7 separate regions of the Mus musculus genome follow, and regions 1, 2, 4, 5, 6 and 7 are each linked to region 3. The links are chromatin contacts, called in public Hi-C, HiChIP or PLAC-seq and promoter capture Hi-C maps. All regions are on one chromosome and are shown on one strand. The core of a region is the stretch at or near the end of the contact, and the rest is flanking DNA. Distances in the headings are between cores, read along the strand shown. Region 1 overlaps Prkacb (protein kinase, cAMP dependent, catalytic, beta). Region 2 has its middle 24 kb from the start of Col24a1. Region 3 holds the start of 2410004B18Rik (RIKEN cDNA 2410004B18 gene). Region 4 holds the start of Clca2 (chloride channel accessory 2). Region 5 holds the start of Dnase2b (deoxyribonuclease II beta). Region 6 holds the start of Ttll7 (tubulin tyrosine ligase-like family, member 7). Region 7 holds the start of Ctbs (chitobiase).

The links. Promoter capture Hi-C pulls out the DNA fragments that hold promoters and counts their contacts. A called contact is a pair of places that touch in the nucleus more often than the background predicts. HiChIP or PLAC-seq counts read pairs in DNA pulled down with a chosen protein or histone mark. Capture Hi-C pulls out chosen DNA fragments and counts their contacts.
Region 1: an H3K4me3 HiChIP or PLAC-seq map of bone marrow-derived macrophages shows a contact between it and region 3, with 4 times the contacts expected there. The contact joins the enhancer-like site here to the promoter of 2410004B18Rik in region 3. A contact is called at or near these places in 4 of 39 promoter capture datasets (the C10 cell line, the HPC-7 cell line, hematopoietic stem and progenitor cells and 1 more), 3 of 484 Hi-C or Micro-C datasets (the G1E-ER4 cell line, cerebral cortex and cortical neurons), 3 of 115 datasets of contacts at active chromatin or transcription factors (bone marrow-derived macrophages, large pre-B cells and memory CD8 T cells) and 2 of 9 other capture datasets (liver and macrophages).
Region 2: a FOXA1 HiChIP or PLAC-seq map of pancreatic cancer cells shows a contact between it and region 3. The contact joins the enhancer-like site here to the promoter of 2410004B18Rik in region 3. A contact is called at or near these places in 3 of 39 promoter capture datasets (the 3T3-L1 cell line and hippocampal neurons) and 2 of 115 datasets of contacts at active chromatin or transcription factors (bone marrow-derived macrophages and pancreatic cancer cells).
Region 4: a promoter capture Hi-C map of adipose tissue shows a contact between it and region 3. The contact joins the promoter of Clca2 here to the promoter of 2410004B18Rik in region 3. A contact is called at or near these places in 1 of 115 datasets of contacts at active chromatin or transcription factors (pancreatic cancer cells) and 1 of 9 other capture datasets (adipose tissue).
Region 5: a contact with region 3 is called in an H3K27ac HiChIP or PLAC-seq map of microglia, with 4 times the contacts expected there. The contact joins the promoter of Dnase2b here to the promoter of 2410004B18Rik in region 3. A contact is called at or near these places in 1 of 39 promoter capture datasets (hippocampal neurons) and 2 of 115 datasets of contacts at active chromatin or transcription factors (bone marrow-derived macrophages and microglia).
Region 6: a contact with region 3 is called in a promoter capture Hi-C map of the HPC-7 cell line, with 5 times the contacts expected there. The contact joins the promoter of Ttll7 here to the promoter of 2410004B18Rik in region 3. A contact is called at or near these places in 6 of 39 promoter capture datasets (the 3T3-L1 cell line, the HPC-7 cell line, cranial neural crest and 2 more).
Region 7: a Hi-C map of CD8 T cells shows a contact between it and region 3, with 2.4 times the contacts expected there. The contact joins the promoter of Ctbs here to the promoter of 2410004B18Rik in region 3. A contact is called at or near these places in 10 of 39 promoter capture datasets (the 3T3-L1 cell line, 3T3-L1-derived adipocytes, the C10 cell line and 6 more), 4 of 484 Hi-C or Micro-C datasets (CD8 T cells, cerebral cortex, hematopoietic stem and progenitor cells and 1 more), 5 of 115 datasets of contacts at active chromatin or transcription factors (astrocytes, bone marrow-derived macrophages, effector CD8 T cells and 2 more) and 1 of 9 other capture datasets (liver).

The regions. Positions count from the first base shown.
Region 1 is chr3:146,782,680-146,786,234 of GRCm38.p6, forward strand. All of the region lies in intron 1 of Prkacb (protein kinase, cAMP dependent, catalytic, beta), which reads right to left. Among named protein-coding and RNA genes, the nearest start is that of Prkacb, 28 kb to the right of the region's middle. Within about 2 kb of position 1,717, at least 37 of the 459 cell types and tissues checked have an H3K27ac peak or open chromatin away from gene starts, as enhancers often do. A contact at or near this core is called in the G1E-ER4 cell line and bone marrow-derived macrophages, where this site is marked.
Region 2 is chr3:145,266,795-145,270,295 of GRCm38.p6, forward strand. No RefSeq gene overlaps it. Among named protein-coding and RNA genes, the nearest start is that of Col24a1, 24 kb to the right of the region's middle. Within about 2 kb of position 1,482, at least 35 of the 459 cell types and tissues checked have an H3K27ac peak or open chromatin away from gene starts, as enhancers often do. A contact at or near this core is called in pancreatic cancer cells, where this site is marked.
Region 3 is chr3:145,936,146-145,939,409 of GRCm38.p6, forward strand. 2410004B18Rik (RIKEN cDNA 2410004B18 gene) reads left to right here and starts at 1,869. Exons shown (of 3, transcript NM_025555.5): 1 at 1,869-2,183; 2 at 2,753-2,951. The coding sequence starts at 1,914.
Region 4 is chr3:145,097,360-145,100,737 of GRCm38.p6, forward strand. It overlaps Clca2 (chloride channel accessory 2), which reads right to left and starts at 1,747. Exons shown (of 14, transcript NM_178697.5): 1 at 1,420-1,747; 2 at 399-536. The coding sequence starts at 1,605.
Region 5 is chr3:146,613,595-146,617,140 of GRCm38.p6, forward strand. Dnase2b (deoxyribonuclease II beta) reads right to left here and starts at 2,004. Exons shown (of 7, transcript NM_019957.4): 1 at 1,779-2,004. The region is part of intron 4 of Uox (urate oxidase); the gene reads left to right.
Region 6 is chr3:146,850,313-146,853,891 of GRCm38.p6, forward strand. It overlaps Ttll7 (tubulin tyrosine ligase-like family, member 7), which reads left to right and starts at 2,055. Exons shown (of 21, transcript NM_001357217.1): 1 at 2,055-2,277.
Region 7 is chr3:146,448,632-146,451,768 of GRCm38.p6, forward strand. Ctbs (chitobiase) reads left to right here and starts at 1,836. Exons shown (of 7, transcript NM_001293672.1): 1 at 1,836-1,999. The coding sequence starts at 1,871.

The sequences.
Region 1 (3,555 bases), core at 467-2,966, 850 kb after region 3:
TAGGAGCCTGCAGTGTCTAAATGTGTCTGGCACACAGTGACCAGTAGGCAAAAAACAGATGAAAGCATTCAGTTCCCTTGACTGGCTCTCCTGAGAGAGTTCTGCTCCCTGTCATGCTGAGCACAGAGTGGTGGCGCTGTCAGCAGAGCACTGCTACATAACTGCTACATAACGAGGAAAGAAGCTGTCCTGCTTCCACGACCCTTGTCACGTCACACTAATACTGGCTGTCTATCAGCTTGTGCTCCTGTTGTATTATTTGAATTCATGAGCACATGATTACATATATGCATATTATTATATACTATAAGATTAATAAAGAATATAAGCATAACTTTTAGCACTCCAAAAGTCTAACTAAAATCACCATATACTAGAAAACATTATTGTTAATAACAGGACTCTAATTGTAAATACACTAGTAAGCATTAAGTAATTTATAGTTAATAATAGAAGTGATGGGCTGGTGAGATGGCTCAGTGGGTAAGAGCACCCGACTGCTCTTCCGAAGGTCCAGAGTTCAAATCCCAGCAACCACATGGTGGCTCACAACCATCTGTAACGAGATCTGATTCCCTCTTCTGGAGTGTCTGAAGACAGCTACAATGTACTTACATATAATAAATAAATAATTCTTAAAAAAAAAAAAAAATAGAAGTGATATTATTGGACCTTTCAAGGTTTTCTACAGTCAAAGTTTGATTTCATTCTTTTCTGTTCATTAAGTGCAAAGGTAGATTTCTGAAAACGCTCCTGCATTCATCTCTGCTGCATGGGCCTCCCCAGATAAGACTCCCATGGTGGTTCCTTGCCAAACCTAACTAAACATAGTATGTCAGCTATTATGCCTTTTAACAGACATCTAGCCAGACCTTTGTTTGATATTGCTTAAATAAAGTCCCACATTCAAACAACAACACAGGGATTCATTTAACTAAAATACATAAGATTTAAAATTATTATATCAAAAAGGTAAACTTAAACTGAGTATCTTGAAAATGCTATGTTTGATAGTTTTTTGTTGTTGGTTATAAAACTGGTTCCTTTTGTTCAAAAGACCTTGCAAAACATAGAATATTTAATTTTTAAAATATCTGTCTGTAGTAGTGTGACAGGAAGCTGTTGCTATGGTGGTGCCAGAGACTTGCTTTTTAGTTTAAAAGAACTCTGCTGGCATCTACTGCCTGACAGAAACAACTGCAGCTCCAGCTAAACTGGAATTACAAGAAACAATAGCAGTTTCTGAAGGTAAACGTGCTGTGAATGCCAAGAGATGGAACACACACACACGCACACGCACACGCACACGCACACACACACACACACACACACACACACACACACACGGTATACAGGCTTGCACACAGAAATAGCAAATATCAGCAATATATTTGCTAAATACTTTACCACATGTGAGATCTGCATTTGTGATGTTAAGGCTCCTATAGTCTTTACAAGTGAATAACAACACTGATATTATGTGATTCCCACCACCCACCTCAATGCTATTTGGGAACTCAACCAGGGGTCTCAAACATTCGAAACACAAACTACACCGACAAGATTTATTTTCAGATATTTCAAACACTGTATTTTGAGACAGGACTTTGTTATGTTGCTAAGGCTGGCCTGGAGTTTGAGATCCCTTGTCTCAGAGTCCTTGAGCACTGGGACAGCAGGACTATGGCACCATGCTCATCTGACCACGCCTACTTCAAGAAGAGGAAAAAGCCCTTAGGCTGCATGAGCTGACTCTCCAGAAGGACCTTTCAAGTCAGTTTCAGTTTTGGCTGGGGAGGGAGGTGAAAGTGGTGGTGGGCAAGATGGGCTGTTGGACCTATTGCCAAGTGTCTGAGACTCTGCCAGTGTATGCTTTCCTTCAGATGGTCGGACCTTGATACAGACCTTTAAGACTTTCAGTTTTATATCTGTATCTGTATCTTGATACAGATCTTGAAGCCTTTCAGTTTCATATCTGTATCTATGTTTGCAAACACACCGGGGCCTAGCAAAATTATGTACAGAAGTCTGAAGATTAAGGAAGACATGGGATCATATTTAGTATGTAATGCTTTCACGTGGAGGAAAAATGACACAGCCATGACCTTGTTATGTAAATATAGATTTACACAGCAAGTGAAATTCATGTAGCATAGCACAGTGACTGGCATTTACCTACACAGTCTGAATAGCTCATATTTTTAGTAAGGATTCCATTGGGTAGATTTATAACAATATACATATCCATTTACAATTAAACTTCATTTGCACCTATTAAAATTCAGGTGGCTGAATATATGTATCTACTCCTGGGTCTTAGTCTTTTATTTTATCAACTTGTGCCAAGTCCCTTCACATACCATACTGACTTGGAAGCTTCAGAATTGCCAGTCAACTTAAAATCTTACAGTGTAAATCTTCTAACTCCCATTCCATTACCTTTCTGCACTCTGTGTGTGTGTGTGTGTGTGTGTGTGTGTGTGTGTGTGTGTGTGTGTGTGTGGTTTTACTGCTGTGAACAGACACTATGACCAAGGAAATTCTTATAAGGGCTGGCTTACAGGTTCAGAGGTTCAGTCCATTATCATCAAGGAGGGAAACATGGCAGTATCCAGGCAGGCACAGTGTAGGAGGAGCTAACAATTCTATATCTTATTCTAAAGGAACAGGAAAAGACTGTCTTCCAGGGAGATAGGATGAGGGTCTTAAAGCCCACACCCACAGTTACACACCTACTCCAAGAAGGTCACACCTTCTAATAGTGCCACCCCCTGGACCAAGCATACTCATAAAGTCTGATTCCACTCCTTAGTCCCCATTGGCTTCTTCAAACACATGAGTCTGGGGGGTTATACCTAGCCAAAGTATAATAAAAAAATACATTTAGTCCAACTTCCAAAGTTCCCATAAACTACAGGAGTCTGAAAAATGTTAAAAGTCCAAAGTTTCTTCTGAGATTCATCCAATCACTTAACTGTAATCCCCAAGGCAAGACAGGAAATCCACTAGGCAAACTCCAAACTCTACATCTCCAAGTCTGATGGCAAAATGGTCTGCAGATCTCCAACTCCTTTTTCATCTTTGTTGACTGCAACAAACTTCTTTCTTGTGAGCTGGTTCCACTCCCTGTTAGCAGCTTTCCTCAGCAGATAGCCCATGGCTCTGGCATCTTGAACATCTTGGGGTCTCTAAGTCAACTTGAACTTCACAGCTTCTTGTTCCAGTGTCTAGGATCCACACATGATCCTCCAAAAGGCTTGGGGTCACATCTCCAGCTCTGCTCTCTGTAGTACTCTAGGCTCTGGTTGACTTCACTGCTTCTGTTGTTCTTGGTGGTCATCCCATGGTACTGGCATCTCCAATCTGCTGGGGTCTTCCGCTGCAACTAAGCTTCACCAATAGCCTCTCATAGACTCTCTCTTCATGGTGGCAAACCTCATGTTCTTTGCATGACCACTTCAGGCCTTGGCTATTAACTGCAACTAAGGCTGCACCTTCATAATGGCCTTCCATGGCCTCTCAGTGCCAAGCCTCAGTTGCTATCCATAACCCCTT
Region 2 (3,501 bases), core at 232-2,731, 670 kb before region 3:
ACAGAAACAAACACAAACACACAGAGAGAATGGTGACTGAGAGTAGAGTAGCCCTGTGTGTGGATTCCTCAGGAAAGCGTGCAGCTGTGTGTTCTGCATGTCATGGTGGGACCTTTTATCTTTTCATACTTGGTATCTGAGAACAAGAGATGTAATAAGGCAAAATTCTCCCAGGAACATGCTGGAATGTCATGGAAACAAAAAGGATCCTATATCCAGGGACTTTTCTAGAGATCCCCAACTCAGAACAAACAACAAACAAGTAGATATGCTGGGTTTTGGTTTCAAGAACCTTTGGTCTGCCCCCTGCTTTAGAAGCGCCTGTATGGTATGAGGAAGGTCCTATTCGTTTTGTCATTAGTTCTAATGAGTCACACTCATCAAAGTGCTATTCTTACTCTTCTTGTTTTTAATAGTCGTCAAAGATAAAGCAGGATTTGTGGCTGGTATTTTTTACACCAGAGTATTTGGTTGCCTTGGTATCACACGCAATGAATACATATAGTGACCTCAGGTAATAATGAAGAAGTTTCCACATGCCAGAAAAGGGAAAAAAAAACAACTTTTTTTTTTCTGAAACCAGAGCACCTTTAGTGTATTTTCTAGGCCATAATAATGGCAGTTGCTAACAGATATGGAAGGCCTTTAGTCTTCTTGGTGGAAAAAAATTTTACATGAATTTTCAGGTCCTCAAAAGTTCTTGGGAGATGTTCCAGCTGGTAGCTCAGGGAAGCAAGGCTCACTTCCTGTGAAGAAACAGACTAAATATTCCAGCCTTCTCTGTAGCATCCACCACAACTACTTGGCTATGTGGTTATCATGCAAAAATCTTTGTAGACATTGTATTCCAATAAAGCTTTTTATTAAAATGTGCGTGGGTTGCATTTGGCTCAAACAAAGCGCTTTGCCAAATCCTGGTCTAGAGCAGAAGTTTAATAAGTGTGACCCCTAGATAGACTAGTAGCCTCACTAGGGACCTTACTACCAATGCTTATCTGGCATTCCCACCCCACAACAGAATCCACATACAAGGGCGCTGTTTCTGGTGTGTATGTGTGTGTGTGTGCATATGTGTTTTAATATTTTGTTATGTGAGAGCCTACACCACAGACATGGACAGTGCAATCCAAGAACAGCTTGCAGGAGCTCTCCTTTCTCTTTGCACCATATGGATCTCAGGAGTCCATTCAGGTTGTCTGGATCAACAGCAAGTGCCTTTACTTTCTGAGCCATCATCCTGCTGGCCTTGTTTCTGTTTTCATTTTTAGTCATTTTTTTTTGAGATTATAATACAATTCTGTCATTTCCCCCTTCCTTTCCCCCCTCTCCAAACTCTTTAGTATACCCTGTCCTTGTGCATGTGTTTCTAAATACAGAAATACTGCTCATTTCATAATGTTGCTTATACGTGTGCTCTCAGCGCTGAGCATTTGGTATTGCGTAACAGTTGGTATGGCATCCTCTGTTTCTGTTTAAACAAGGCCTGTAGATGATGTCTGACTCACGCCTGGGAACTGTTGATCTAATAAGACAGAACCGAAGTTCACTGAGTATCTGCTCTGAATCAGCTGCGTCTAGTACCTTTTCTCATCGAATTATTAAAACTCTTTCAACTTGATGTTTTCCTTGTTTCACAACTGGGGCCACTAAATCTCAGAGGGGTTAAATGACCTGTCAAGGACAAAACTCCTGTAGGCCATGGAGATGTGTTTTAAACCTTGGCTGCCTGACTCTAGAACATACATCAGCTAAAGTATGCCACAAAGAGTCTTGGATGTCCATTTATCTTCCTCCCCAGCTGCTGGCTTTTCAGTGGGAGGAATTAAGGACTGGGTAGATTGGACAGATTTGCTTCAGACCCCTAATTCTTTCTCTTAATGCAGTGATTTCCCCTATGCACCACAGCAGAACTGCAAAGTCAACAGAAACTTTCCAGGGTTGGGGCAGAAAATGATCCTAGCCAAATAGGCCCTTCACAGCACTGTCTGGCCCATTGGACATCTCCCCATCAAGAAATAAACTAATTCCACAACGGTTGAGGCAGGTCCTGGATTGTCCCCGTTACTGAACCAGAGCTCACATCTGAGCACACCGCAGTCACTTCACCCAGCCTTCCCCAGTTCCAGGAAACAAAGGCAGTCAGGTGATCTTAAGTGTGTTTTAACAATTCAACCTGGAGTGCCAAAAGACATTTGCTGAACTTCTATTAATACAATTACTGTCTACTTTGTATATATTAGCTTCCAAAATGTTTTTAAAAACAAGCCAGGTTAGACCTATCCTATTATCCAAGGGAGAGAAATAAAAGGTAAAATTATTGTAACTGAATTTGTAAAAGTACTATACAATTATCTGAGCTCTATAACTTACAAGCTCTCTCTTCTCCCCTGTTCTAAGTGCCCCAATCCTAGATGCCCTGCTACTTGATAGGTTTAATGTGTGTTCATAATTTTGAGGCACACCTCCTGTGCCTTTCCCTCCTAAGTAGAAATAGAATCCCCCAAGAACACTGTGTGCTTTCTGTTGTAAAAGCTTGTGTTTATATTTCGATTTTACTTCCAAATGAGATGTGTTTCTGTAAAATGCAAGTAAAATTAACTCCAGAAATGTGAACAAAAACAATGAAATAAGAGTGGATTTAACACTTCATAATTTGACATTTGGAAGCACAATGCAAGGTCAATTCCACTAGGCTGCCTCTTCATCCCTTACTTCCGGTGTTTTCCCACTTCTAAGTCCCACCCAGAGACCCATAAAAGCATTATTCTCTTCCATGCAATAGTTTCATGCACAATGTTCAAAAAACGTAGTCTCCTGGAGAGGATTATCCAGAAGTTCCACTGTGTTCAAATGTAACTCATGCCCCTCCCCATCATCATGTCGCTGAGACAGAGCCCCACTCGAGAAACGCCTCTCATTCTTCCACGTTTTAGAAACATTGCCCTCCTCCAACAAAGCTTCAGTGGGAACTGAAGTGTCACAATCCTGCTTAAAACCATGCTACAAATCCAACTAAGGTTATTTGTAAAGGCTTCTTTTGCAATGAACTCAAAAAAAAAAAAAAAGATGAAAAAAATAGCCCCCTTCTTCATAAGTTTTGTTAGTGTCCTAGCAATGCCTTAACGGAATGCTTAAACTCTGTCACTTGAAACAGCAGAAGAACATTCCCGTGTAATTCTGGCGAGGAAACATCTGAAAGCACGTTTCTGGCAGGGCCATATTCTCTGTGCCAGCCATGGGAAAAATCCCTCCTTGTCTTATCCTCGATTCTGGTGGTTTTCAGTGTTCCTTGTCCCTCACAGATTCCCTTCTCTAAGCTCTGCCTCCATCTTCATGACGATCTTTTCTTGTATCTCTGAATCTGACTCACCCCGCCTCTGGTGCCCTATCCCCTCTTGTATCATTTCACCCCAGCCTGATTACACCTGCAAAGGCTTTCTTCCCAGATAAGGTCGCATGTGCAGGTAACAGTGTCATGAATTATCTCACTTTCCTCTAACC
Region 3 (3,264 bases), core at 619-3,118:
TGTGCCCTTCTCCCTGTGGTCCCCTTTCTGTACCTACTCTGCAGTCTCCAGTCTCCTCTCTTACCCTTCCTTATTCTCTCTCGAGTTTAGCTTTTGTAAAAAATAAAAAATTTTTGTTACTTTAGTTTTTAGGAACCCATTGCTATTTCTTGCCAAATATTCTTTTTGTTTTCTTTTTAAGATTTATTTATTTTAAGCCAGGCAGTAGTGACACACACCTTTAAACCCAGCACTTGGGAGGCAGAGGCAGGTGGATTGCTGAGTTCGAAGCCAGCCTGGTCTACAGAGTGAGTTCCAGGACAGCCAGGACTGCACAGAGAAACCCTGTCTCGAAAAAAAATATTTATTTTATGTAGATGAGTATAATGTAGCTGTCTTCAGACACCAGAGGAGGGTATCAGATCCCATTGCAGATGGTTGTGAGCCACCATGTGGTTGCTGGGAATTGAACTCAGGACCTCTGGAAGAGCAGTCAGTGCTCTTAACCCCTGAGCCATCTCTCCAGCTCTCAAGTTTAAATTTTTAATGCTAGAGATTCTTTACCCCATCTAAGAGCCTTCTGCCAGCCCAGCATCTTGATGCTACTCTAAAGTTTCCTGGACATCCTGGGGTTTCACTTGTCCATGTACCTTCCCTATGGTTTTTCCCCAAACTCATTATATAAACAAGCACGGCCACGGGTGTCGGAGCCTTGTACATTCACCCCATTTCCACCACGCGCTGAGATTACAAATACACACCACCATGCCCAGTTTATATGGGTGCTGGTACTGGAACCCAGTACCAGGCAGCGAGCTCTGCCTCCTGAGCTGCACTGATTTGGTTCATGTTTCCGGAGGGTAACCGGAAGCTCTGAATGAGGACTCCTCTGGACCGCTCCTCGCCCATCTTCCCTTGGTTGGACTTATGCTATATTTGCTGCAGTAAACTGTAGCTATATACACGTGGTTACTCAGCTTTCAGCGGGTTCTACAATTTTGTCACATTACCAGGCTGGAGGGTGCGTGAGGGGACCCTGAATTTGCTAATGATGTCAGATCTGAGGATGATTTGGGTAACCCAGGACTTTGTACTTTGGGAACAATTGTATCTCTGTCAAGTCTAGGTACTTGGACGGAAGGAAGTTTTTCTAGAAACACTCAGACCTATTATCTCAGAAATTACAACCCAGCAATATTCCTTGATGTACTCCAGGGACGGTCACCAAAATAAATACTAGGAATATAAACCTGAACAAGGCAGTCTAGCCCGTTCCATTACCAGACTTCGTATTTTTCTGTAGAATTTAGCAGATAAGAATCAGACCAAATGGCAAGTTATTAATGACTATGTCACCTCTGACCAGGCATTTTTAACTGGGATCTAAATATTTACAATGGTACCAACTTGGGGTGGGGGGCTGTAAAATTTCACCATTGACCTCTAGTTTGTGGCAATACTCCGGTCTCATCTTCTCAAGTGCTGGGGTTAGAAGTGTGCGCCCCCACCCCCTGCTTGCTTGTTCTTACTGTTTGGTAGACAACGTCTCCTGCACTGTATTAGCTGTTAAGAAAGGACTTACATGCACCTCGCTGGCCCTCAAATTTGCCTAGGATTATAGGTATGCATGTTTGGTTTTTCTCTGCTTTAAATTACAAGCCCAGAGTGTGACTGTGGCCACTGATTTCCCTCCGGGTATCCTAAGGCTCCCGCTGCTTTTTCCCAGAGATCCTTAAGAAAAAACAAATAAATAACTTGCTTGAGGGCTGTGGAATCCCCGCCTCCAGCATCCTTCCAATCTCCGCCCATGAGTAGGAGCGCGGCTCCGCCGCTAGGGGGCGCAAATGGATAACTCGCCAGCCTGGGGGGCGGGATCAGCCGTGGCTTCCGGCTTCCGGCTTCCGGCCGAGAGAGGGTGGGAACCCGCGGCCGTCATGGCAGCCGAAGAGAAGGACCCGTTGAGCTACTTCGCGGCTTACGGGAGCAGCAGCTCCGACTCGTCGGATGAGAACAGCGAGCCGGAAGACGCGGGTCGCAAGGAGGCGGCCTCGGCTCCGACGACGGGCGGCCGCGGGAAGCAGGCGGAGAAGCGGCTGCCCGGCCCGGACGAGCTGTTCCGCAGCGTGACCCGCCCGGCCTTCCTCTACAACCCGCTCAACAAGCAGATCGACTGGGAGCGGCATGTGGTGAAAGCGCCGGAGGAGGTGAGATCCCCGGCCCCGCGGCCGCCCCGGGGCCCGACGCCCGCTTGCCCCTCCGCCCGCTCGCCCACCCCCGGCTCGCACTCAGCCCGCGCCGCGCCGCGCGTCCCCACGGCCCCGGGAGCCCGGGGGGTGTCAGCCCGGGCCCGCCCCTCCGCGCTCGGGGGTCCCAGCCGGGCGACGACTAACGGTGGTGACTCCCCGCCCCCCGCTGCAGCTTCTCCCCGAGACCCCTTCCCTTTGACGCCGAAGTGCCTGCGCTGCTGCCTCCAAGACAGCGTCTCTGCTGCAGCCTCCTGAAGGGGTCAGCCTGGCCGTAGTATCTGGGACTGCATCCTCCTTTGGTAACTAAAAGTTATTAGCTTTATTTATCCAGGGAACCCTTTGACTTTTTCACCTAACAGTGTTGTGATGTTGATGGAAAAAAAAAAGTGTCTTTTAAGCCTAAAGGATTTTAAAAAAGAAAGAAAGAGGAAAGTCAGCCAGAATGATGAGCAGGGAGGTGCATGCGCTCGTATCCATCGCGGGAACCTCGGTTCGTCACAGGGTTTCTTAATGTGCTTACTCGACAGCCTCCAAAGGAGTTCAAGATCTGGAAGTCCAACTGCGTGCCGCCCCCAGAGACCTACACTACTGAGAAGAAGCCGCCGCCGCCAGAGCTGGACATGGCGATCAAATGGTCGAATATCTATGAAGACAATGGAGACGATGCCCCACAGAACGCCAAGAAAGCCAGGCTTCTGCCTGAAGGGGAGGAGACAGTGGAATCAGGTAAGAGAGAGGAGTGTTGTTGTTTAAGATTTCAGCACTCAGAAAGAAGAAAATCCTTCCGGACAAGGTTTACAGCCTAGTGAGTTGGAAGGCTTGCCCAGAAATTGTCTTTGGATGCTAACGGTCTTTCGATCGTTCGGGTTTTTTGTTTTGTTTTGGGGGGAGACAAGGTCTATGTAACCTGAATGTTCTCGGAACTCATTATGTAGACCAGTCTCTTGAGTGAGGCCAGCCCAGCCTGTCTGTGCCTCAGTATCTCAGTGCTAGGACTGAAGGTGTGTGCCAGCAACCCACGTTTCCGCTCCGTTTGTAA
Region 4 (3,378 bases), core at 497-2,996, 840 kb before region 3:
GTGTCTGTTCACGACACGATGAAAATGGAGATCACTAGAGTTGGATTCTTCAGGTCCCTGCTCGCCCTTACCAGGGTAAAATGGACTCTTGTTCCTCCACTAAAAACTGAGCCAGGAACGTGTGTAATACAGAAGAGAGATCCCAAGAGAAGCAGAATCAGCAATGGCATCTGACTTAATGTGTGGCTGAATAAGTCACACCTATTTATTATGTTTCTGTTTTTCTTTCTTGCCTTTCTCATGAATGAAGGTCTATGAGATAATGCCCATGGGCTTTGTCAGTAATGCTCTTTACAGTATAGCATGTCACTATGCCAGTATCAAGGACAGAGTATATTTGGAAAGTTTCTCACCCTCAAGTTGAATTAAACTCTTTTAATAGAATCCTAAGTCCTTACCTTGTCATAGGATTCTTGTCTTACTCTACTGTAATTATGATCCGTCCAAGTGGCAGGTACTAAAATCTGTACATTTCTGAAAAACACCCTCCTCTTGGTCGCATTGAACAGGTAAAAGGAAGCTTCGGTTATCATTTCCTATAACCAAACAGAAGGGAAGCCATCAGATATAAACAAACAGAGGGGAAGCCATCAGATGTAAACAGAGGGGAAGCTGTCAGACGGAAAATCCTTGTTTTCCTGATGCCACAGAAACAACGGTGAAAATCAGGTAAACAGGATTTGAATGAACCTGCAAAAACACAGGAACAAATGTTTTTGGAAAAGATATTGAATGGCTACCTGAAAGAGATTTTAGCACACTGATTACATGTTAGGGCTTGCGCTCATGATCTCCCCAAGTTTCGGAACACCGCTTTAAGTCACACCTCTTGAGCACGTTCAGGCCTGTGCCTTTTAAAAACATTATTTTCACTTTAGGCGATCCCATAGAATAGGATAGTAGGTGACGATTCTCCCTTGCCGTGCCACAATGGACATCAGCAATCTTAGAGAACGTGGGAGAGCGGAGAGAATTTTTCTCTGTGGCAGCCTGCATTGACATTCTCCCTTGAGAACTGCCAGCTTTGAAATGGGATGCCCCAGGATGGCTTTAAGATGCTCCCCCCGCCCCCGTCACTCAAACATCTGACTGGCTTTCTTTTCCACAGTCCACTTTTACTTCTCTAAGCTGCTCTCCAGAGAACGGTCACATAGGAAAACAACAACTGAACCCCAAAGGCAACGGATGCTAACTAATAGAAAGATGGACGAAGGCTCTGTGAGTGCAGGCTACCCATATATATCGATGTGATGTAGCCAGCATGCCCTTAACCATGTTGTTACCACTGTCCTTAGGAAATGCTCTCTGTACTGCTCCAGTTCAAACCTGGTGGGGTTAGCTTCGGAAAGATGGCAACAGGTCTGAATTAATCAGTCGATCAATTGACTATCGGCTATTGATGGCATAATTGCCACTCACCTTAATGTTTGTAATCAGCTTCAGATCCTCGGGTACCCGGGGATTGATGGCAACAAGCAATCCATCATAGCCATTCTCTTTCAGCTTCAATCCAGCTCCCAGGAACAGAAGTTCTGGACTTAGGGTGAACAGAAGGGTCACAAGTTTCAGCCCGATGACAGGTCCTGTGCTGTCCCTGTGGGTCATCTTGCAGTGAAACCTCTGGTTTATTCACGGGGAGCCTGCTGGGTACCTTGAGTCAGCTGATCAATGTGGAAGCAGCTGGCTTCTTTCGGAACTTAGAAGGTCTTACAATACATGATGAGGAGTTGCCTTCTTTGAAAACCCTGGGGTGGATCTATCTGGGACCTGTCTCTACAAGTTCCTCTCCAAGGCAATAGTACTCACCTGGTTTGTGGCTAAGCTTCCTCCTGCATCACAGCTGGTCAGGAAGCCATCCAGCCTTTCCTGGCTTTGTCTCTTCTCAAGGGAAAAGGGAAGTGAAGCAGGAAGGATTTTCAGAGGTAGAGGCCTGGCTGCAAGGCCATCAGAACAATGAAGTCAGTCAGTCCACCACGGGGCACACAGCACCGACAGTAATTTTCCTTCCTGAGTCTTGGGCAACCTCCTCCATCAGTACTGTTTCCCTCGCTTACTCAGGACACTGCACTGGTTGTGAGATTCCCTTGTTTGTCTTGAAGATTTGTAAATTATGCTGTATGCCTGTCCCTAGAGCCCCGGGTCAGGCAGTCTGGGCGAGCTCTGAGTTGATGGCTGGGTTTAGGAGATCAGATATCTCCCAAGGGAGGGACAAGTGTGAGGAACTTGGATGCTGTGTAGGCCATGGGATCTTTCCCCTGGCCGCCTTGACCTTTTTTTTTTTTTTTCCTGATGCCAAGGAGAAAAAATGAACTTCTTTCTAAGCAGGGATCCCCTGAGGATAAGGGCTTGATTCAGTCAACCTGTATCTCCTGCACCACTGCAGGCCTAAGAAGCAGGCTTCACGAATATTTTGTGACATCGGATAACTACACAACACTGTGGAATTTGCAGATGAACCCTTTTAAATGTAGTCATGATTTTTACTCCTGCTTTTCAATTCTGACAATTCCAGTGGAGGAAGGCATGGGAACTCTTATTGGCTGGTGGGCTGTGCTACTCCTAGCTCCTTCGTGACTGTGGTGGGTGAATAAGACAGGTCCCATATAGACTCGTGCATCAGAATACTTGGTCTCAAACGGTGGCACTGTTTAGGGAAGCTTAGGAGGTACAGCCTCGATGGAGAAAATACTTTCACTGGAGGAAGGCTCTGAGAGTTTAGAGCTTTGTGCCAATTCCAGTTCACTCTGCCTACCTCGAGGCTGTGGTTGAGGAATGGCTTCCTGTCCCAGCAGACAGGCCGGCTGCTTGCTGCCATGCCTTCATATTTTAATGGATTTTTGTACCTCTGGGACCAGAAGCCAAATGAACGCTTTCTTTCTGAAGTTGCCTTAGCCATAGTGTTTTATAATAACAACAGAAAAGTGACTGATACCGTGTCAAAGCTATGGCTCAGGAAAGCTAAAATAAACTTTTTAAAGTTATAGTCATAGCACAGTGCTAAAAAGAGCAACGGGCCTCAATTCCCACTATTTATCACTGTATTGTTACTTCTCTTAGCTATCATATTAGACTTAGGAACTGTCTTTCTCACGAGTGTGTCCAACCTGTGGCCTGTGGAACCACGTAGATGGCAACATCTTGTGTTAATGTCAAAAGGGTGGACCTGCTGACGTGCTTCACACACACTGACAGATATGGTAAAGCTTTTCTAAAACTAAGGGAAGGCTTTATTTATTGAATTAAATTTCACAGAGAACATGTCTGGAGACCTTTAGTCACTTGTCCATTCTGCCCAGCTGTGACCCCTTTATGAGGGCAGCTAGGGAGGAGGTGATGTCAGGCTAAGAAAAAACCTGTCACTGTTCTCAATGTGGAGGT
Region 5 (3,546 bases), core at 754-3,253, 680 kb after region 3:
TCTTGTCTTCCCTCAATCTCAGCCTCTTTTCTCCCTTCCTTCTTTCCCTATGTACGATTTTAGAGACAAAAAAGGGGAACATTTTTTTTTTAACTCACAGGCAACATTCTCCTACTTAATCTACACTAACTACTGTCATGAAATTAGAGTCTAAGCCAGCTCTGATTAACTCTGCATATAATTTTAAAGTTTTTTAGTAGTCATTTTAGGAAACCAAAGAGAAATGAGGAAAAATATTTTTAATAATAGATTTAGCTGAATCCAAAAATGTTATTTATGGAATAAATGCTAAGTCATTTTCATTTTTAAAAGTCAAGTCTCTAACATGTAGCTATGCTGTATTTTCAGTACAGCTTCAGCCATGTTAGCCATGTTTCAATGTTGGCTAACGGCAGATGGCTGGAGGCCACCATATTGGTCAGCATAGCTCCCAATCCATGTTTACAGATGTTTGGAAACTTAGTACATTCTCAGTCCCATTCTTCAACCCCCTTTCAAAGACTAGAAATGACTGGATATCCACCTGAGGAGAGCTGATGAGAATCAAATCCACCTATGGAAAGTTCTGGTGTCATTCACTGACGCTCTATCCACTGAGCAAGCAGACTTTGCTACCACAAAAGATGGTAGGTGAGGAGAGGCACAGAAATCTCCCTAATCTCAGAGAACCTATGGTAGATTTCATAATTGGACACAGATCTCGAACAAAGTTATTGCAACATGATGGGTTAGAGACCACAATGGAGGGATTAAGAGGCATCATAACAGAACAGAGATGATCCAAAACGCAACTCTTCCCAGGGTAGCTGTAATTATTGCTTAGCTTGACAATAGAAAAACAGAGGTCTGTAATTGTCAAGTGAGTGAGTGAGTGAGTGTGTGTGTGTGTATGAGTGTATTTGTGTGTGTGTGTGTGTGTGTGTGTGTGTGTGTGTGAGAGAGAGAGAGAGAGAGAGAGAGAGAGAGAGAGAGAGAGAGAGGATGTATAAATCTGTAAGATCTTCATCAGACACTCATTTTGAATGTTTGTTTCTCAGCTGCTCACTATGTTGGGCATCTCTGGCATGTTTCAGGGTTGGGAGCTAGCTGGCAGAAGGGGTTGACTAACTCTTGGTTCTGATCCTGCTCTCCAGTTCCTAGTCTGCTTCCCTACGCACGAATTTGCCTCATGTTCCCTCCACCACAGGCTTCTCTGCTATGCTCTCCCTACCATCATGGGTGGAAATCCCACAAAACACTGAGCCCAAATAAAGCTTTCCTCCCTTAAGCTGTGGATATGCTCTGTTCAAGTTGTGACCAAAGTGTGGAGAACAGGCTGGAAAGGCAGAGAGGAGTGAGTGAGATACCGGGGGATTTGCTGCAGAGATGAAGGGAGGGATGAACAAGGTGAGAGAGGTAGAGATGCACAGACTGGCAGCTTGTTGGAGATACTTTGTGCAGCCTTTGAGATGTGTAATCAGCACACGAGGGGTTGAAGAGAGCTGGAAGGTGAAGGGGAAGGACTTGGCGGGAGGAGGACTGGGAGCTAGAGAGAATATACATGTGAGTAAAGTTTGGAAGCTAAAGATGGCGAATTTTGAAATGTGGATGGAGATAGGCTTGGGGATCATCAACAAATGAACAATAAGTGAATGAAGCTCCAGGGATGGAAAAGGAAGGGGAACTATTTCCATAAAACAGGAATAACATATAAAATCTATTGGCCAGGCTCTGCAAAGAGACAAAACTGATAGAATAAATATGTATATTTCAGAAGGTAATGTAGTAGATTGGCTTACATGATATAGTCCTGGTGGTCCAACAATTGAAGCCTGTAGTTAGTCGCCTAGTCTGTAAGGTTGGATGTCTCAGCAGTCCAACCTGGCTCGGAAGGCCTGGAGCATTCCTGCTGGTCTTCAGTCTGTGTTGGAAGCCCCTAGAGCATGCTTCTGATGCCAGAGGAGAATGTGTCACTTACAGGATGGCTGCACTTGTCCGCAGAGTAAAGGCAAGCAGGCAAAAAGCAGACGCTTCCATCTTCGATGCCCTTTTATCTGGGCTGCCTCCAGGATGCACTGCCCATAATTAGGGTGTGTCTTCCTGCTTCAAATAATCTGATCAAGAAAGTCTCTCACAGGAATGCTTAGGGGCTTGGGTTGTAGTTGTGTCCAGATCCAGTCTAGTTGATAACCAAGACAGTCATCATGTGGCAGGAGAAAAGGGAAGATAAAGCGATAAGGCCCTGGGGAACATTCTTTTTTTTTTTTTAAATATTTTTATTAGGTTTTTTCCTCATTTACATTTCCAATGGTATCCCAAAAGCCCCCTATACCCCCCCCACTTCCCTACCCACCTACTCCCACTTTTTGGCCCTGGCATTCCCCTGTACTGGGGCATATAAAGTTTGTAAGTCCAAAGGGCCTCTCTTTCCAGTGATGGCTGACTAGCCCATCTTTTGATACATATGCAGCTAGAGTCCAGAGCTCCAGGGTACTGGTTAGTTCATAATGTTGTTCCACCTATAGGGTTGCAGATCCCTTTAGCTCCTTGGGTACTTTCTCTAGCTCCTCCATTGGGGGCCCTGTGATCCATCCAATAGCTGACTGTGAGCATCCACTTCTGTGTTTGCTAGGCCCCGGCATAGTCTCACAAGAGACAGTTATATCAGGGTCCTTTCAGCAAAATCTTTAGTTCAAGACCTCGGCAGAAGACTGGTCAGAGAGACAGAAGAAGGAGATATCTAGAAAAAGTGTTATCAGGGAAATAGAAGAAAAATATGTTTTTATTGGGACAGCAAGAAGCAAAGAGACCCATATGTGATGGCTCAGCACAAGGACATCTTCCTATAAACCTAGTTCGGGGGAGCAGGAGTAAGAGGTGATATATATCAGTTGTGGGAAGTTAGATAGAATCCTAGGCCACCTTACCTTGCTACTTCTTATTTTGGGGTTCACCTTGATCATAAATTGCCATGGGCAAGTAGGAGGTGTAAAGACACTGAAGAAAAAAAGAGGGCAAGACCCCTGAGACACAAGTACCAGGTCATAGATGGCCCATAGCATTTCCCCTGGGGAGGTTCCCACAGTCACACCTGACTGCAGGAGGCCACAAAATGTTGCCTCACTGAGTGTCCAAGCAGAAGTGGAAGTTGATTTGCTATCTGCCACAGAAGATTAAGAAATCTTGGTTAAAAGAGGGCTAGGGAGGAACTCCAGAGTTGGCAGACACCCTTGGTGATTTCCACCAAGATATTTTCAGGCAGGGGAGTGGATGCGGACAGACGTTACAGTGGTTAAGTCCAGGACACTGCTGATGATCAAAGAAAACAGAGCTCTCTTCCTGCCTGCCTGCCAGGAGGTAGCATTTACCTGAGGTCTCATCACTAGGCCGGCACTGCTGAGCAGAAAGATCAGCCCCACAGCAGCTCAAGCCTTTTGTCTCTGCAGATGGCTGCAAAGCTTCTGGGTACACACAGACCTGTGGCAGCTGCCCAGGAGTTCCAGTCAACTGATCTGAAGCTCAGGCCACTCTGATAGCCTGCAGGGCTGGCAGGGAAGGGGTAAGAGT
Region 6 (3,579 bases), core at 805-3,304, 910 kb after region 3:
GTATTTATCTTAGAAAATGATTTTTCCCCTTTATGGCCCTACTGTATCTTTAGGTTTACAGGACATTGAAAAAGAACAGGGGCGCAGGATCTGTGACACCCTACTTTGACAACTTCCCAAGTTGTCATAAAACATTCCCTTTCTTCATTCAGAGACATATGTGCTAGGAACATCAACTTTCAAATAGGTGGCTAGAGATGACACAAGACACAGCAGGTCCCTAGGTGGCCATAGGCCATATCCCTTCTTTCTATATCTATTTCTATCTTTAGGCATCTCTTGAAATCTTTTGCTGCCACCTTTAATAGGGGAACAGTTGAGTGTGGCGAGAGCTGTACCTATCTGAGACTGAGGCCATGTGCCCTGTGTTGAAGCTGTTGGCTTCTCTAGGGAGCTGGCTCTCTGGGTTCCCCAGCAACGCTGGGCTCTAGGGATATTGGCTATGCTTATGATGACGTGCAACGTCAGTTTACCTTATCCCAATAGCACACCATACGGAAAAGCAATGTCTGTTCCTAAGTCCTGTAAATGCTGTCTTGAGCTTCAACGTTGGTAGTGACTCTCCCTCTTGCTTGAGATTGGAAGAATGGTGGTCTGACATGTACGTGTAGTGTGAGGTGTAGGCAGAGAGTAATGATAGTGTAAGACTGGCATCATGATCCTCACCCTCACGGAATGCTCCATTGAGTTTCTGACTTTGATGTCCCAGCTCTTCTGGGAAACGTCCATTTACCCCTTTCTGGTCTCCTTTTCCACACCAGGGTGACATCCATCTTAGATACCCAAATATCTCTTCTCTTTCATAAAACCCAGTTTTCACAAGGGTCAGACTCACACCCAGGTCCCAGTGATAGCTATGTTAAGGTTTACAGTGTATTTCCCCCATCCCCCACCTCCAGTGTTAAGTCCAGATGGTCAGCGTCTGTTCTACGCCAGTTAAAGCCCCATCTGAAAACCAGCAGCATTCCCACTGATCTCAATAGGAGTAGAGTAGCAAGTGAAGGCTAGAATTGAAAATACTTCCACTGTAATGTTCATGTAAGTGCTCAATTGGTGTTATTCAAGGGGCCAGTTTATTCCAGAAACAGTAACTTTAAGTTGTGAAATTTCATTTTATTTGGGATACATAAAACACCCCACCCTAGTCTTATTTTATAGGTAACTGCCAATTTTCTTCTAGATGGAGAGCTATACAGTTGGTTGTTAACCATTGTGTTCTGGAAACGTACGTGAGTCTGGCTGGGCACGAACTGTGGAAGTCAAAGAAATTTCATGCTTATGAACTTTCCCTATCCTGTGAGGTTCATCTCATGTGAGATAACGATTATTTCCGGGTTACCAAGACAGTAATCATGAACAGAAACTGACTGAACTCATGAACAAGAAAGCACAACTATTCTTGAATTTCTTCTGGACTTTATCATAGCTCTGTCCAAAGTGTCTACCCCTTCAATCTACGTTTTCCAACTTCCGTGTTGAGATTTTGTTAGCGGGCTCTAAGCTCCTCAGACATCCTGATGCAAGGGCGCTCACTTGATCTTACTTTCAGGTTGACTTTTGATACTCTATTATTATTATCTAAATATAGCTAAATAGTAATAAAAGACCAGAAGAGCCCTTTTGCGAGATCTTAGGCACTCCTGTGTGTTAAGCTGACATGTGGACTTGGGACCTGGTGGTCTGGGTCACAAGATGAAGAAGGAGGTGGCCCAGATAGATGTCAGGCCAGCTCCCCTAGCATCCCCTTAGGAGGGGATGGCACCCTGGAGCTTGCGTTGCTAGGTCCTCTGTTAAAGGCGTTCTGAACGCTCCCTGAGCGGGACCAAGAATAAGACGGGGTGAGGGGTGCCCTGGAAAGCCCAGCTCATTCTTCTGCATACCTAGATGAGAAGCCATGGGTCCAGGAGGTCCTTAGCGCTCAGGCCTAGTTGTGGGTAGAGGACCCTTCTTTTCCTTGGTTTCTTCTGCCCGTCTCCAGCCCTCTCGAGGTCCTGGTGCTTGTACCTCCATGCACGATGCGCACCCCTGGGCGCAGTGGGCAAATGGTCTGGCCCATCGGTAGCTACCACCCCCTTGGGCACGACAGCTGCTCCAGCTGCTCCTGGTCCGGTCGAGCTTCTAAGCTCTGAACCGCGGCTGCCCCGGGGGGGTGGGCGAGCTGAGGTGATCCCAAGACGACACGCGGAGTGGACCGACCGGGGAGCCGCCAGCCGCTGGCGGGGAGTGTGGGCCACCAAGAGACCGGCCACTGGATCCAGCCAGAGAGGTGCCTCAGCTGTGAGTACCTGCCCTTGCCCCCGCCCCTCTCCTCCACACCCCAGGTCGCTGCGCCCATTCCCTCCAGTGCCTGTCCTGGAGACTTGCCAGGGTGGAAGCGGCTGAGGAGGGCGGCTGCTGCCAGGCTCATGATTCAGCATCATTGGCGCCCAGTGGTTTGGGCAGAAGGAGGAGGGGACTGGTCGGGATTATTTGTGGGGTCCCACTTCAGTTTCTAGACTCTCTCTGGCAGGATGAAGTGGGCAGAACTCCCAGTCCCCCGCTGGGTTGAGCTGTCATGATATTCTGTCCCCAGCCCCAGTGTCAACCTGCTTGAGCAAAGCATGTTGTGTATTCTTGAAAGTGTGTCAGTGAGATCTCTTTTCCCACACGTCTCCTTTCTCCACTTCTCATCCCACTAGACATCCACTTTATCTGATATCAAAACATCCCCCCAAACTGAAAAATTTTTTTTATAGAATTTGTCTTATATTCAGCATTGGTTTGACGGATTCAAAAAAGAAAAGATGTATAGGAATCATGAGTAATATCATATATTAGGGGCGTGTGTGTGTGTGTGTGTGTGTGTGTGTGTGTGTGTGTGTGTGTGTGTATAATTGTATCACTTCAACTCAGAACCAGTTCTGGAAAGTGAGGAAGAGAGAGCTTAAATTACAATCTCAAGGTCACAGAACAAGAATTTGAATCCAGATCTCCCTCTCTCCAACATCCGTGGATCGTCTACTGTATCAGTCAGTGTTGGGTCCACTTATGCACTATTAGATATTAAGTATAATATTAATTTTCATAGGAGTAGTCTCAAACACTAGTGACAGCAACCTGTAAACTTTCTGCACATTGCCCTGCGACCCTGTGCAGAAAAAGTCCATTTCCTTAGCATCTAGAAAAAAAAATGTATATTTGGACAATACTCTGTCGGAGAGCTGGGCCTGAGATGCCTAACCTGCTTTTGGGTGATGCTGGATGCTCGAGCCTCGGGAGAATCAATTAGCAGCACAGTAAGCAATCTGGAAATGGCTATTTAGTTTTTGGGTAACATTCAAAGGAAGAACAGTGATCTAGCTTATGGGGTGCGAGACTGAATCACTCACAGCAGGGTGATAAATAAGCCGAGACTCAAGTGATGCTATGTGGCTTGTCACACCTTTGGGACTTGGCATAGCAGGTGACAGTTTATACGTTAAGGAGCTCAACTCTAGAGAAGGTTTGAGGTCATCTGGTAAGTGCTAGCATCCGAACAGGCACTTACTCTTAAGTGCTTGCTTCTCTTACTAAATAAAACATGTATGTGTTACAGTAGGA
Region 7 (3,137 bases), core at 586-3,085, 510 kb after region 3:
AGGTTGCTGACGTGGAGCTACATTGTCCAGGGTGAAATCTTAGCTCCACGCCTTACCACTGAGGCACATACCAGGTTTTAGGTGGAAAACCCCTGAAGAACAAGAGTACCTATTAAGGCAAGGTCAGGCCAAACCCCTGCTTCACACTTAGCATCATCAGATCCTCGGAACATCCGCCTGTGGGTCAGCTTCGCTGCCCGTAAGACAAGGCTGAAAAGCACACCTGCTTTACACGGCTCCTACTCTGATTGGACAGTGAGGGTTCAGTCCAGATCAGAGCCTGAGAGGAAAAGTAGCCGAGCAAAAGTCCTTCACCACCACGTTCATCAAGCCTTTAAAGGAGGGACCCTGATAGTGTTAACCGTCAGCCTGATGTTGGGCATGCCTATCTACAATCAAGTTAATTGTGGTGGGGAGACTCTGTCTGCCACTCTGGCTGCACCATTTTCTGAGGTCGTTTCAAGACTGCATTATGAAGAGGAAGGCCAGCTCAACATCTGCATGCATGCCTGCATCCTGTTTTCTGACTGTGACCGGCTGCTTCAAGACCCTGTTGCCGTGACCTCTTTGCCATAGTAGACTGTACCTTGAACTGTGAGCCAGGAAAAAAAGCTATCTTAGTTACTTCTTAATCACAGCCACAGGAAGAGAAACGAAGACAAGAAAGCAAACCTGGTTTCCAGCCTTTCCAGTCTGCCAGGATTAGAAATATATTAATTTGTTCCCGAGTATCCTTTGCTTTCCGCTCTTCTGAGAGAGCTCAGAGAGATCCTTGCTTTGACAACATTTTGGTTCTGGGAAAAGAATTTACATCATTTAAATTTTTATTGGTGTTTAGGGAGTGTACAATAAATTTAAACTCATATGCTATAATGGGTGTTTTAATTGTCATTATGAGTTTAATGACATTCAATTTCCTTTATAGCCATAAAGAGAATTTTTATTCCTGTTGCTACTTAAACAGAAGAATTCCCCAAAGAAAATGCCCAAATCTTCAAAGTGCGTTCTCCTTCCAGCATTCAGTACACGCTGAGCAGAGCAATCCAGGTCACACCCCCAGGACCTGATGACCCTGTTAGAGCCCCCTTCCCTATTCTCATAGCCAAAGGAAAGGCTTTTCTTGAGGTCATATCTCTCAAGCAAAATCACCGCACAGAGTTTATCTTTAAATTCTCTTTATTTAATGCTGGAAAATCACAATACACACTTAACCAAACATCTGGTAAATTGACAATAATATCACCCGTCCATTTTACATTTTAAAAAATACCCTGTGTAGAGACTTGGAAAAGAATGGTCTCAAACCGATTGAAGTTTAAAAAAAGAAAACAGGAGCTCTTGGAGTTTTACAGTGAACGTACTATTTACTACAAGCCAAGCACTGTGCTGAGCTATATTGGCAGGGGTGGGGTGCGGGGAGCAACGCCAAGCAAGAGATTCAAAATCAATTGTAAGATGAATGAGCAGAAAACGTTCAGACCACACAATCATGAAATGGTGTAGAGTGATGTAGAGTGATGGAGAGAATAAAAGTGGTAGAGTTACCTGCGAGTTACCCGGGTCAAGACTGTTTACCTAGCCCTTCCTAGCACTGGAGTGTAAGGAAGACCCCTGTCACATCTTACATTTACTCATAGGTAGTGCCCCCAGCAGCCGGGGTGGGATCCCAGTCAATTGGCTGCAAGTCCCACTTCTCCACAAAGTCCAGCATCAGCCCCGCCTTCTAGGGCCCACCTACCAAGCAGCAGGCTGGGTCGCTCTCCGTTTAGCATCAGGCCACGCCCCTCAGCAGAGACTCCGCCCCGCCTGCCCATAGGACATCAGGGCCCGCCCTTCAAGAGGCGTCATTCCCGCAGCCTCCACCCCAGGCATGGCGCTGTGTGGCCTCCCGGAATTCACTCTGCTGCTGCTGCCGCTGTTGGCACGGCTCTCGGCCGGGGACTGCCCGTGCTCCGAGGCTGCTCTCTGCCAACCGATCCGCCACCGTCCCGACTTCGAGGTCAGCACTCATTTGCCCGTCGGTCTGATACTCAAGGCTGTAGAAGTTGTGCGCTCACTGAGTAGCCTTAACCACCAGAGTCTTCCTCTTTTTAGATTTCCTTCAGAGGTTGGGCAACTTCCCAGGCCGCAGACTGTGTAATGCTCCTGCCTCATCAGATTCCCGAGGCCAGCTCCTCCCGCTAACCGCTCAGCCACCTGCGGGGAGGGTAGGAGAACCGGTTCTCGGTTTCCAAGGCAATGCACATTTAGTAGGAAAGTGTCCACCTCCAAAAGTACATCCGAAAGCAGGATGTTCTGCTAACCTTTGTACTTGGTACGGATTAGTTCTTTCGTTTATGGACAGTCACCCACCCAGGAAAGCGGCAAAAACAGCTATTTGAGTCCATTTTTCTTTAACCCAGCAGAATGGCGTATAAAGCTTACGGACTTACCACGAAGCATTGGTAAAATCGCGTGACCGAAGTTGATGACAGTGGCTGGACCTGGGGGTCAGCGATGTCAGGGGGTCCAGTCTCAAAAAATTTGTACAAAGAAGGAACAGTTGATGGGTCTTAAACTTATATTTGGTTTTGAGACATAGATATTTAAATGCTTGTGTTTGCATACATTGTTTAGAAAAATAGTGACAGTATTTTTGTAGACTGCCTACTGTGGAAACTGGACATTTTTTAAAAAGAAAAATTTAGGTGCATTAACGTTTCTTTGAGCAAGGGTCACTAGTAGCACTCAGATCATTAAGATCAGAAATTAAAGTTTTGGGAGAGAAAGAATTAGCTGTTTGGCAATGGATAGCTGTTACTTTTAGTTTCTGGTCCGGTGGATCTTTCCTACTGTGGTAGTTTGAATGGGAATGGCCCTCATGGAGTCATGTGTTTACATGCTTGTCCCATAGGAAGTGACACATTAACAGGTGTGGCCTTGTTGGAGGAAGTGTGTCACTGTGGGGATGGGCTTTGAGGTCTCCCATGCTCAAGCTCGGTCTAGAGTGGCTCAGTCTTTGCCCTGCTGCTTAGAACTCTGAGCTCCCTCGCCAGCATCACGGCTGCCTGGATGCTGCCATGATGATAAGGATTAAACCTCGGAACTGTAAGCCAACTCCAATGAAATGTTTTCCTTTATAAGTTTTGCAGTCATGG